Linked DNA regions of Mus musculus: region 1 is linked to region 2. The links are chromatin contacts, called in public Micro-C maps. All regions are on one chromosome and are shown on one strand. Each heading gives the region's core, a stretch centred on a gene start, on an enhancer-like site or on the middle of the called end of the contact. The rest is flanking DNA. Distances are from core to core; before and after follow the strand shown.

Region 1 (6,138 bases), core at 2,136-4,635, 150 kb before region 2:
CTGCTCTTCCAAAGGTTCTGAGTTCAATTCCCAAGCACACACATGGTGGCTCACAAACATCTATAATCAGGATCTGATACCCTCTTCTGGTGTGTCTAAAGATAGTGATAGTGTACTCATATACATGAAATAAATAATTCTTAAAAACATGACACACAATATCAAGGATATCAAATAACCCCAAATGTTACTCTCCCATGGAATCTCAAGCTCCGAAGGGTCCAAGTTTGAGAAGTAAGCCACTTACCTTTGTGAGAAAGTGCACATTCCTGCTTCCAGGGTTACCAGATGGTACATGTGTTCAAAGCACCCAGGAGGGTTCGGTAACGTTTATCAGAATGGTGTGACAACTGGAACTCACTGTACCTCAAGACTGCTGACCTCTGTTTCTGCAGGACTGGCCATGAGTTTTTTGCCTCTGGCCAGTGGTTAACAGGTTTGTAACCACAGTTGGAACCTCTGGAAGGACTTTGGATAGAGCCCTGGTGAATGGCTGTATCCCTCATCTAGGAATGAATGAGAAGTTAGAGGGCTGAAGCAGGACCTGACCCTAAGATGGTCACTGGGTGACCATCACACACTGGTCCTGGGTGAACCACCAGCTCAAATCCAGGATGGGGAGGGTACAGCACCAATCCACTCTTCAGGTTTCCAAAACAGAACCTCCCAGTGGGTTTCGTTGAGTCAAGGTGCTCTGAACACACAAGCAAGGAATGGAGGCACATCCCTGTAGTCTAAGGCCAGTCTGACCAGTGTAGGAGTATCAAAATGCTGAGTGTGCAAGTGTGCTTCAGTCTGGTCAAATCACAGAGGCAGGTACAGGGCAAATCACGTGACTGTCCTTAAAGAGGTGACCGCTTTGAAACCATGCCCTTAAGGAGTCACCTATTTCTACCATTTAACCTGCTCACACCTCATATATCCACAGCCTTGGCTTAGTACTTGATAAACCTTAAGATGACATGGGCTGCGGGTCAGAGTACTGAGACCCAGTTTGAGACAAAATGCAAAGGAGGCCAAGGTGAGACCGGTGCTGATCCTTCTATGAATGATTCTGGGGAGTCCCTTGGGTGCTGGAGGTGTAGTTTCAGAGAACCAAGGGGGTAGGAAGCACCTGGACCCTGGGTTATAGCAGCAGGTCCACTGGATTCAAACCATGCCTTGCTCCAAAATTCATTAGCTCTGCGACAGCATGTCTGGAGGGCCTATTGCTTTAAGGCCCTGGGGGGGGGGGGGGGGGGGAGGGGCGGAGCCCTGTTTCTCTGGAAGCAGCTTAGAAATATTTTTGTCTCCACAAGCTTCCACCCAAATAGGAAGTGAGTCACGGAAGAATGTAGGGTTCCTGGCTGTAGGGGGATTCAGGCCGACCTTTTGAAAATGGAGCTTTTGTGGAGGCCTGGCTCCAAGGTAAGAAACAGTGCAGAATCTGTTTACCTTCCTGGGTGACATGTAGCTTCCAGAAGATCTTGGAATCACTCAGGGGTGCCACACCCAAGCTTTCCAGGGTCATGTAAATGTTTGCAGTCTGGCCCTGGGCACTTAGAGGTGAGGCACTGACGCACCCCACACACCCCTGTGCTTCCTTGATTTGAACCCAAACGTAAGATAAACAGGAGCCATCTACAAGTGCTTTCTCGACAGACCAGAAATTGGATAGATCCTGGTTCTGGTGATTCAGCCATTCCCTTAACCCTTCAGTGCCTCACTGTTCTCATCAATAAGATAAGAAGGTATTTACTACATGAGACAAAGCCACCCAGGTTTATGCAGACACATTAAAACAGTAAACCAGTAAGGAAGTCACAAAACAAAATGCAAAAGTCAGGAATTAGAATTTTGCACTAGAACATGCAACTGGAGTAAGAGAAGGAAGGCTCAAGTGGCTCAGAAAGTGGTAACTCCGGCCATGCCTCAGAAGGGCCAGCTGAGGGTGTGGGGGTGGTAGAAATAATCTGCATCTTCCTCGTTAAGGAGCCTTTCCTTCCAGATACTGGTCCCCTCAGTACCCCATGCAAGCATGTTATTAAATACCCAGAAACGTGGGTTTCCTGGCATTCCAAAGGTTCTAGAAACCCAAATGAAGGTAGAAGCTTCAGGAATAGGTTTAAAAGGGGGTTTAGATCCAGCAGGCACTAGCTAGCACTGTACTGAAGGTGGAGGGAGTGCTAGAAACACAGGCAACCTGTTCATGGTGATAGTCTCATTATGCTTCCCACACACACCTATAAACAAGCCAGTCTTCTCATCTGGGTACATGGTCCACCTCAACTCTCTTGGAGAAATGTGCCACAGTCATCTCAAAGGATCCACTAGGACCCTCTGATATGCTATCAGGCAGGAGCACTTTCTACATCGTCCTTCACACCTGAAATGGTACTTTTGGTTACTGGCTTGCAAGAACAGATGTTTGTGAATGATCTTTAAAGGTAGGGCATCCAGCCTATAACAGGATTTCAAAAGTGATGAGCTGGTTGGCTGGGCAGTGGTGGCGCACGTCTGGAATCCCAGCACTTGGGGGGCAGAGGCAGGCAGTTTTCTGAGTTCGAGGCCAGCCTGGTCTACAGAGTGAGTTCCAGGACAGCCAGGGCTACACAGAGAAACCCTGTCTCGCAAAACCAAAAACCAAACAAAAAAGTAATGAGCTGCAACTGTGCTTCTGTATCTAGGACCTGGTGAGTTTACTGCAATGGCTGGTGCAGTTTAGAACCAAGTCTTCTCTGCTGGATCCATCAGACTTGACCTTAATTCCGTTTCCCTCATAGCAGGTGTGGCTCCAGAAGACCTGCCCTAGATGAACTGCAGAGCAGAAACTCACCTGTACCTGTACATACAAACCCCCAAGTATAGTGTCATTTAAAAAACATTAAAACAAATGTCAGGACTCAGAACTTCCTTTTATTTAATTCACCTTTATGCCGAGAAAAGCAAGGGAGCAATGCTCAGTAGACAGAGCATACCCACAAGAGCGCCAGGCTGAGCATGCACAGACCTGAAGCCCTAGCTCCAGGTTCTCTGGATTTAACTCTCCTTCCCATGTCACCATCTGCCAGGAAAATTCCACTGCAACACTCTGGGGGTAACCTACAGCTTGCCTGTGGTTAGGGCAGAGCGCCTGAAGGAAGGACTCCAGGGGCAGGATGGTCAGCAGAGACCTAGGCCCGAGGGCAGCCAATTCTCAGGTTTAGTTAAGAGTCCAGGACTTTAAGCCAAAGACTTCAGTGATCAGGGAAGTAGATGCTGTTCTGCCCCAAACCTTTGGTCTCTATATGCTTGTAATCAATCACAGGAAGTGAATCCAGGAATGTTTTAAACCACAGGAGACACAGCACTGCCAGGTCATATCGGGTGAGTCATACCACAGCCTCTGACAGTGGCAATGCCAACTTCCTCCTGACCAGCCCAGTGATTAAGCCTGCCCCAGAGAAATGCAATGATCACAGTGGCTTCCTCCAAGCCTAGGGCCTGATGAGCCTAGTGCCAATGGTCACCTACAAAGAACCTAGCAAGGGGCCAGCCCAACACCCCTTCTGCAGAACTGTCAGCAGCTCCCGAGTGGTGGTTCTTTACTTACAGAGCTTTGAGTATCTTTAAGAAGAAAACAATACCTAGTTTTTCTGGGGTACAGCTTGAGAAAGGCTGCTTCTAATACACAAAGTTGAAACTATGAAATTGGAGAGAAGAGTGTTTTAGAATTGGAGGCTGGAAACTGGAACAGAATCCAAGAGACCAAGGAAAATTTGAGATGCCCACATCAGAGGGTATCCAAGTGTCTATTGACATCTTCACCATGTAACAGGATCCAGGAAGGGCTGAAGGTAAGTAGCTAGGGGCAAAACTGGATTTTCATCCACACCTCACCAACCCAAATCCATGCTTCTAATCACACATGTTCTATAGTTCTTAGCAATCTAAAGGCCCAAGGTGTGTGTGTGGGGGGGGGGGGGACCTTTTATGAAAACTTTTGAGTTTTGTTTTGTTTTGAGACAGGGTTTCTCTGTGTAGCCCTGGCTGTCCTGAACTAGACTAGGCTGGTCTCAAACTCAGAGATCACCTGGCTCTACCTCTGGGACTAAGTGAGTGGGATTAAGGCATGCTTCACCATCATCTGGCTTTTTAAAACCACATTTCAATCTATTTCCTCATCCAGGAACTATCCATACCCACCCTAGTTATTGCTGGGTGTTACTAGTCCAGGACCCAGGTTCTCACGATGAAGGTGATGTTGCTATGGCATCATACAGCATGTTCAGCAAGTACCCAGGAAACTACAGAATCCATCCTCCAGTCGGGCAGTGGCACACGCCTTTAATCCCAGCACTTGGGAGGAAGAGGCAGGCGGATTTCTGAGTTCAAGGCCAGCCTGGTCTACAGAGTGAGTTCCAGGACAGCCAGGGCTACACAGAGAAACCCTGTCTCAAAAAAAAAAAAAAATCCATCCTCCAAAAAGGTGAATGCCGAGTCTGAGGCTTATCAGTAGAAGCTGTGAACATGTGTATGTACTCTTGACTTTCTTGAAGGAGTTATTTTTCACTGGAGATCATTGGTCCACAATGTGAAAAACCGAGATGAGCAAGAGGCAAGCCTTCCTGCACTTACTCAGTGTATTCCGTAACCCACACAGTTCTATTCAACCTTAAAACACTTGCAGCTACACAATATTACTGTACCCCAAGAACAGAGAGCAATGGTCTAAGAATCTCCTCAAATCTCCACTACAATTCCTGGGTGGACTTAGGGATATGTGCATTCTTTTTTTTTTTTTTTTTAAAGCTAGATTTGGTTCTTTTTTTTTTTTTTTTTTTTTTAAAGATTTATTTATTTATTATATGTAAGTACACTGTAGCTGTCTTCAGACATTCCAGAAGAGGGCGTCAGATCTCGTTACGGATGGTTGTGAGCCACCATGTGGTTGCTGGGATTTGAACTCCTGACCTTCGGGAGAGCAGTCGGGTGCTCTTACCCACTGAGCCATCTCACCAGCCCCGGATATGTGCATTCTAAGTACAAAAGTAAATACTGAGGCTACTGGGTCCCCAGGAGCTGAGACAGCTCATACCTTTAAGACCTTCCTGTGGCGGGCTACAAAACACCACTCTGGGCTTGCAGAGTCCAGAGTGTCTTGTCTTGATACCTATGCCGGAACTCTCCAAAGCAGCGGCAGACAACGTGCGTCCAGGACTTCCTCTGGCCACCAGACCTGGAGCACAGAATTCTACAACACCAACAGCTAAATCTGTGGTGCTATGACCTGCCCACATGCCCCACAGTCAGAGGCTTTTTTACCATTCAGAAATGATGAAACTGGGCCAGGAAAGGTAAAAAGCTAGAAGCCAGCCAGGCACTGAAACACACAAATCACCCAGTAAATCAGCTTCCTTCATAGGAGAGGTGAAAATAAAACTCCAAGGTCTGCTGCAAAGAAGCCTAGACCCATACTGCTGGCTGGGATACATGGCAACAGACAAGTGACCGCAATGCGAGGGTCTATCTGCATTGGTGCTTTGATAGTGTGGTAGTTTTTTTTGTGGTTGTTTTTATTTAATTGAGCCATGGTCTCACTTTGTCGCTGAGGCCAGACTGAAACTCACCATCATAGACTAGGCTGGCTCCAAATTCGTGATTATCCTTCCTCCTCCTGACTCAGTCTCCCCAATGCTGGGATTACAGATGTAAGCCTGTTCCTTGCCTGAATGGTTAATTTCACCTGTAGAAGATGTTTTGTTTTGTTTTGCTTCGAGACAGGGTTTCTCTGTGTAGCCCTGGCTGTCCTGGAACTCACTCTGTAGACCAGGCTGGCCTCAAACTCAGAAATCCGCCTGCCTCTGCCTCCCGAGTGCTGGGATTAAAGGTGTGTGCCACCACGCCCGGCCTGTAGAAGATTCTTATAAAGGTTAAGCCAGAATAGTTGCTACTGCACTATGACTAATAATGAAAAGTTGAGGCCTGCATAAAAGAAACTGAAAAGATTTTCACCCTATTCTTATGGAAAACAATCAGTAAAACATACAACAAGCTATATAGTACATTTCTGTAGCTTCTCATCTTTACTGAAGCACTCAAACAACGGAAGCAAAGCTACCAGACACTTGGAAGAGCATCCATGAAACGATAACACCTGGGCTGGAACCTCAAGGACCA
Region 2 (6,172 bases), core at 577-3,076:
GAAGCAGACTAGTGAATATGGACCATGGACAGTGCCAGGTTCTACTTTGAAAAGATTTGCACATTAAGATCGGTGTCACCACTCATTTTTTTTTCCCTTAACATTTAAAAAATAGTTTGTCGATTTGACTAATGTATGGCATGGAAGAAAAAAAAATTATAGTCTGCTCCAATTTTTGTGGGTATAAATGTAATCTTCTTACAAGTCTGAGTTACAGGGACAGGCTAGCTTTATTGTAGTGTGCACTGCCCCTGTCCTTGGCGTCTCCACAGATGACGTGCATCATGTCAGTATGCCTCAGTTTCCTTTTCTGTAAAGTGGAAATTAATGCTGCTCAGGTGCAATTTGTATGTCCATTAAACCACGTTGCTAACCTTTTCTGCTAAGTCCTTTTAGGCAAATTCATAGGCAGAATTCTTCCCCCTTCAGGCAGGTGCAGGGATGTCCAACCCAGTAGACTTAGGTCAGTCATCAGCACCTGGCACAGCTTCCTGGAGCTGCTCTTCCATTGTGTTCCTGCCCTGACTGAGGGAGCCGGGATGTGCTTGGTTACAAAAACGGGGTGAGGGAACATTGACAGACTTCGGTAAAGAATACCCTCTTGTGAGGACTGATGGACATGTTTTCTTAAGAACAGACCCAGGTAGTTGCAAACTTCTAGCAACTCTAGTATATCTAGAACAGGTGATTCCACAAACCCATGTCATGTGCAGTTTGGAGATTTGGAGATAGAAGGCTTGTGGGGCTCTATTTTGATGGCCTTCAGCACTCTGGGAATGTAAGGAGGGGGCAGGGTGTCTCTAAATTAACATGCTCTTCATAAGTCTAGTTATGCATAGTCCTGATTACGTTCTGGGACCCAGTAGCCAGGGAAGTCAGTACCTGATTCTATATGGGGGAGGTGGCCCTCAGTCAGGGCCTACCAGTCAGGGAGCAGTTTTCTCTTGGTTGCAAGATAAGCATAGAAAGTGATTCCTTCAGACCCTTCTGCGGCCCCTTGGTTTCCTGTGCATTTTGTCATGTTTTACTGGTGCAGTAGCAACTGTGGCAGAGTGGCTGTGGACGACGGCTCACTCGCTATGGCTTGAGAAGCAAACAGTAAGGCATTCCTGAGACTGTATCAGCTCACTGGCCTGTGGCCACTTGCCAGTGATGGGTGAATGGTACCCTCTTTTAGATGAGATATTTTTGATTGAGACACTAAACCTCTGAGCAGAGGCAGTGGAGGGGCAGAAACATTCATTCTTGTGCTAATATCCATATTGGAAAGAACTTTAATTTCTCTGTAAACAAATTGCTACCATAAGGAATCCAGTTTATTTCACAGAAGTTTTAAGCTTGAAGGCCTGTCAGCCCTGTGCTCTACTGTGCTCCTAGCACAACGGATGGCCTCTTCCCTCCTCAGTCCCACGTACATACAAAAGTATAAGTCCTTCTTTTTCTTCACTCCCAAGTCTGTCCCCTCAGTTGATTTCCAGGTGTGGGGGGTGAAAACTGAAGTAAATGTTCATCCCCTAAACCCTTGGTTCTCTGAGGGAAGGCAGGGTGGGTGAGTGGACCCTCTGCTAGCATCCAGCTGTGTAGAAACTGTCTTAATTAGTGCCTTTTCATAAGCTGGAAAAGCCACTCTCATTTCCCTGAGGCATCAGCAGTTGGACTGGATGGAGATCTTGTAGAGCAGTTACTCCAGTGTTGATATGCTTTTGGTTAATGGCCTGGCTCTGTGATTGATGGCATGTTTTCTTGCAGACACCAGTTGGCGCTCCGAGGCAACCTTTCAGTTCACTGTCGAGCGCTTCAGCAGACTGAGTGAGTCGGTCCTTAGCCCTCCGTGTTTTGTGCGAAATCTGCCATGGAAGATTATGGTGATGCCACGCTTTTATCCAGACAGACCACACCAAAAAAGCGTAGGATTCTTTCTCCAGTGCAATGCTGAATCTGACTCCACGTAAGAGTTTAACTGATGCGACTACAAATGCACACGTTTCTGGAGGCCAAGCTCCGGCAGTCTTGCCCAGTTTTAGTTTCTTTGTCACTCTGGAACAGTCCCTTTTGTTTTGGCTCTGGGGATGGAACCCAGGGACTCACTACAGAAGCATTCTACTACTGAGTTACAGCCCCAGCCCTGATTATAAAGAGTGTAATAAAAAAGTAACCTTAGTATGGAAGTGCCTATCAGCCTGGACTGGGTCCATTTGGACTCTGCCAGTCGATGAACTGTCCCCTTGTCCCCAGAAGCAGGTGCCTTAAGTGTGACTGTCAGAAGCTTACACAGCTAGCCCTCTGTCCTCTGAAGGCTCGTGCCTATGGGCTAGCTGGAAAGCACACCTCACAGATGTTAGTGAGGTGTTTAAAACTCGGATTTGGCCTAGTTATGGGGGAAAGTTTTGGTCATGCTTTTCAAAAGGAGTTTTATTTTTTAAAGTGTCTTAATACCAGTATTTGGGAAATGGAGGCAGGAGGTTCAGTTCAAGGCCAGCCTGGATTAAATGAGACCCTGTCTCAGTAACTGGGAAACAAAGACATTTTGGAGGTCCTTCCAATTACACGAAAGAGGTTTCATGGTATATGAGTCTTTCGAACTTTACCCCTTTGGTTTAATCTCAGAAGTGTGTGGTTCTCCTTTCAGTACACATCCTCACTGTCAGTAGTAAACTCCTCTTAGTGTGACAGTTGGGAGAGGGTGTGTGTGGGCTGTACCAAGGAGCCTAACATTGTGCTTAGGCCCCATGACACTCCCTGATTCTGGTGTTTGGGAACCCAGAGGAAAGTGTTCACCAGGAGATAGCAGCTTTGGTTGTTCTGTAAATACTCCCAGGAAGAACACAATTTATTTCCGTCTCTTTTAATGTTTGAGAAGTGCCAACCTAAGCTTGCGAGTGGTGCAGCGGTAAACAGTTGCCCAGTACAAGCCCACGGGATGGGCTTAAAGCCTCAGCATTGTTTCTTCCCCTCCAGAAAGGTGTGAAATCAACTTTATCTGTAGTGAAGGACCACATATAGATTAAGGTTCTTCTTGTCTCTGGTAGTAAATTGATTGGCCCAGACTGGACTGCATAGATGGAAGTCATGGACCTGCCCTCTGGTGTTCTTACTGGCAGGACATCTTCTGTGCCTGATCTCCTGATACATAGGGCAGGTGTCCTGGGAGCCAGCCTGTCGGCACAGGTGCAAGCTCTGCTGGAAACACTGCATTGTTAGAACCCAGAGGTGCATCCTTCCTCATTTATGGATTGAAGGGGGAAGGGAAGGGTCTTGCTTTGATACTAGGATAGCCTTGAATTCACAGTAATCCCCTTGCCTCAACTTCCTCAGTGGTAGAGACTGTGTGTGCTACCATTTCTTGCTCATCCACTGTTTTATTATTGTATCTGCTGTCACAGGGATTTCTCTGTACATGACATGCAACCACCCCTCACCTAGCCACAGTGCATAAAACCTAAGGCTGATGTGCCACACCTAAGGTTGGTGTGGCTTTCAGGCAGGAACAAAACCCAAGCCAGGTCATGGTATGCACCATAATCTTAGCTCTCAGAAGGCAGAGAGGCAGGTAGATCTGAGTTCTAGTCCAGCTAGAGTTACATGGCGAGATCCTGTCCTCAAATAATAAACTAGAACTGTGAGCTACTGCAGTTGTGACTTCAAATCCTTCTATCCTAGCCAGGGTAGATTTTCATGTGCTGGTTCTGGTGTTTTAAAAATGTGTGGGTCTCGGTTAAATATGCCAGTTAAGGTTTGGTGGGTTTTGTTTCCTTCTGCAATAGGTCGTGGTCCTGCCACGCACAAGCAGTGCTGAAGATAATAAATTACAGGGATGATGACAAATCATTCAGCCGGCGAATCAGCCACTTGTTCTTCCACAAGGAAAACGACTGGGGATTCTCTAATTTCATGGCCTGGAGTGTAAGTGACAGTGTTTAGACTCAATATCTCAACTGGTATTGGTGGTCTTGTTCTTTTTAGTCTTCAAAAACCTTGCTTTGTGAGTTGAGCAGGTAGACACCTGGAAGTTGGTGTGGCTTTCTGGCATTATATGTTCAGTATATATAAAGATTCCCGTTGCAGCCTTTAAATTTTTACTTACTATGCTGTGTGTACATGGTGTGCAAGCTTTATTATATGCAAATAACTGAGTGTGGGCATACATGAACTAAGGTGTGGTCCATTTGTGTGGGTTCTGTGGATTCAGCTCAAATCATGGATTTAGGCTTAGATGACAAAGTACCTGCTGTCTGTGTCATCTCACTGGCTCCTCAGGCATGGCTCTGCCCTTCCTGACCGGGTTTCTCTGTGGCCCTGGTTAATATTGGAACTCACTAAGTAGACCAGGCTGGCCTCTGCCTCCACATCCTTAGTGCTCAAGTGCTGGAAATAAGTAGACCAGGCTGGCCTCTGCCTCCGCATCCTGAGTGCTCAAGTGCTGGAAATAGAGTTGTGGGCCACTACCACCTGGCAACGAGTATGAAGTTTTAGAACATCTTTCACAAACTTGTTTGTATATGTATGAGAGTGCCACATGGGCCAGGACTGCTTGTCAGATTCTTTGGGGTTAGAGCCATGGCATTTGTGAGGTGTGGGTGCTAGGACCAAATTCTGATTCCCATGACAGCAGCAAACCTGTTGGCAGAGCTGTTTCTCCTGCCCACTGAAGCATGTTTTAGTCACATGGTGGAAATCCTTCCTGGTAGGGGTGATCTTTCTTGGGGCCCCTTTCTGTAGAAGTGGCTAGTGGTGGGTCTTGGCATGTTGCTCTCTAGTCAGAGTACTTCAGACTCTCACCAGCTCACTCAGGCTGTAACGGTAAACCCTAGGCACCTTGACCTTTGCAAAGCTCTTAAAACAAAAAAGGGCAAAGCTGTGCAAAAATGTTAAAGGAGCGCCCCATTACATTTTGAAGTAGTACTTTACTGAGTGCAGAGTACAAAGACAGTTGCTTCTTTTGAGTAAGGTTGATCTTGTGTATTCTTATGCGAGTTGATATTTTTATTTTACAGGAAGTGACTGATCCTGAGAAAGGATTCATCGATGATGACAAAGTCACCTTTGAAGTTTTTGTACAGGCAGATGCTCCCCATGGAGTTGCGTAAGTTTTTGTCCAGTTAGGTTCTCCTGTACTGTTCTGTGACACACGAGAATATGCCTAAGAGATGCTAACCGTCTTGAGTTTGCCCCTATACTCAACATCATAGTTACCTACTTTATACCCTTACCAGTGGGTTTTCTACCAGCCAGCACTGGTTTTCCAGTCACAGTGTTATCTATAAAGAAACCAGGGCCTTCATGTGTGTGGCTGTTTGCTTTTATTTTGAAGACTGCACAGGTATGAAAACCTGTCACAGGAAATGTACTGGGGACTACTGACAGGTAGGTCCCTTTGTAGGTGTGAGGCTCAACTCTGGGCTCTTGGCCAGGCCCTGGGACTGCAGTCACTCGTCCTCTCTGGTGTTGTCAGTGTTCCTTTGTCAGCATGCTAGATATGTAGCCGGATCAGAAGTTTGCTGGGAAGAAGTAGTAGTTTTCTGTTTAGCAGTAGATTTCTCTCTGCTGGGTGGTCACATGGGTTGAAAATATCTGGGACACAGCTTAGACTACCATTTTAAGTAGCCATTCAGCATAACAAAGAGTTGCTGCCCTTGAGGTTTAAAAATGCATTCTAAAACCTGAAAATCTACATTCCTGTCTTCTGCATAAATGTATTTCTATAGATTTGGTGATGGGGTTGTCTGCCACGTCTTATACACATTAGGCATTCATATTTTTGGGGTGTGTGTGTGTGAGAGAGAGAGAGACAGACAGACAGACAGAGAGAGAGAGAGAGAGAGAGAGAGAGAGATTGAGATCGATCATCGATCTGTAGTCACATTTGATGTAAAAGGTAGCCCCCGGTGTCTTGAGTGCTGACCTTTATAAATGACAGTGGTGCTGAGAACTGTTAGGAGACTGTTAGGTGAACGCTGAAATTGAGTGTGAGTGTCTATGGCAGTGAAAGATCCGTGTAGTGTGAGCGAGGCCTCAGTTCCTAGTGTTGTGCCTAGAGGAATGGTCAGTGTTTCTTTGTCAGCATGCTAGATAGCAGAAGATGACATGTGATGGATCAGCTGTACAGGTGCCAGGGCGAATGGCCAACTGAGCCCTATATATTGTAGAAGCCAGGTATCCCTGGCAGTGGACC

What was found. A called contact is a pair of places that touch in the nucleus more often than the background predicts.
Region 1: a contact with region 2 is called in a Micro-C map of muscle stem cells, with 3 times the contacts expected there. The contact joins two enhancer-like sites. A contact is called at or near these places in 16 of 484 Hi-C or Micro-C datasets (the G1E-ER4 cell line, the STO cell line, bone marrow-derived DN3 thymocytes and 9 more), 7 of 115 datasets of contacts at active chromatin or transcription factors (the NIH/3T3 cell line, acute myeloid leukemia, embryonic fibroblasts and 3 more) and 4 of 9 other capture datasets (adipose tissue, embryonic stem cells, liver and 1 more).

What each region holds. Positions count from the first base shown.
Region 1 is chr16:8,859,683-8,865,820 of GRCm38.p6, reverse strand. No RefSeq gene overlaps it. Among named protein-coding and RNA genes, the nearest start is that of Gm30310, 19 kb to the left of the region's middle. Within about 2 kb of position 3,385, at least 157 of the 459 cell types and tissues checked have an H3K27ac peak or open chromatin away from gene starts, as enhancers often do. A contact at or near this core is called in muscle stem cells, where this site is marked.
Region 2 is chr16:8,707,770-8,713,941 of GRCm38.p6, reverse strand. Usp7 (ubiquitin specific peptidase 7) reads left to right here. Exons shown (of 31, transcript NM_001003918.2): 3 at 1,750-1,948; 4 at 3,765-3,903; 5 at 4,995-5,083. Among named protein-coding and RNA genes, the nearest start is that of Usp7, 27 kb to the left of the region's middle. Within about 2 kb of position 1,826, at least 4 of the 459 cell types and tissues checked have an H3K27ac peak or open chromatin away from gene starts, as enhancers often do. A contact at or near this core is called in muscle stem cells, where this site is marked.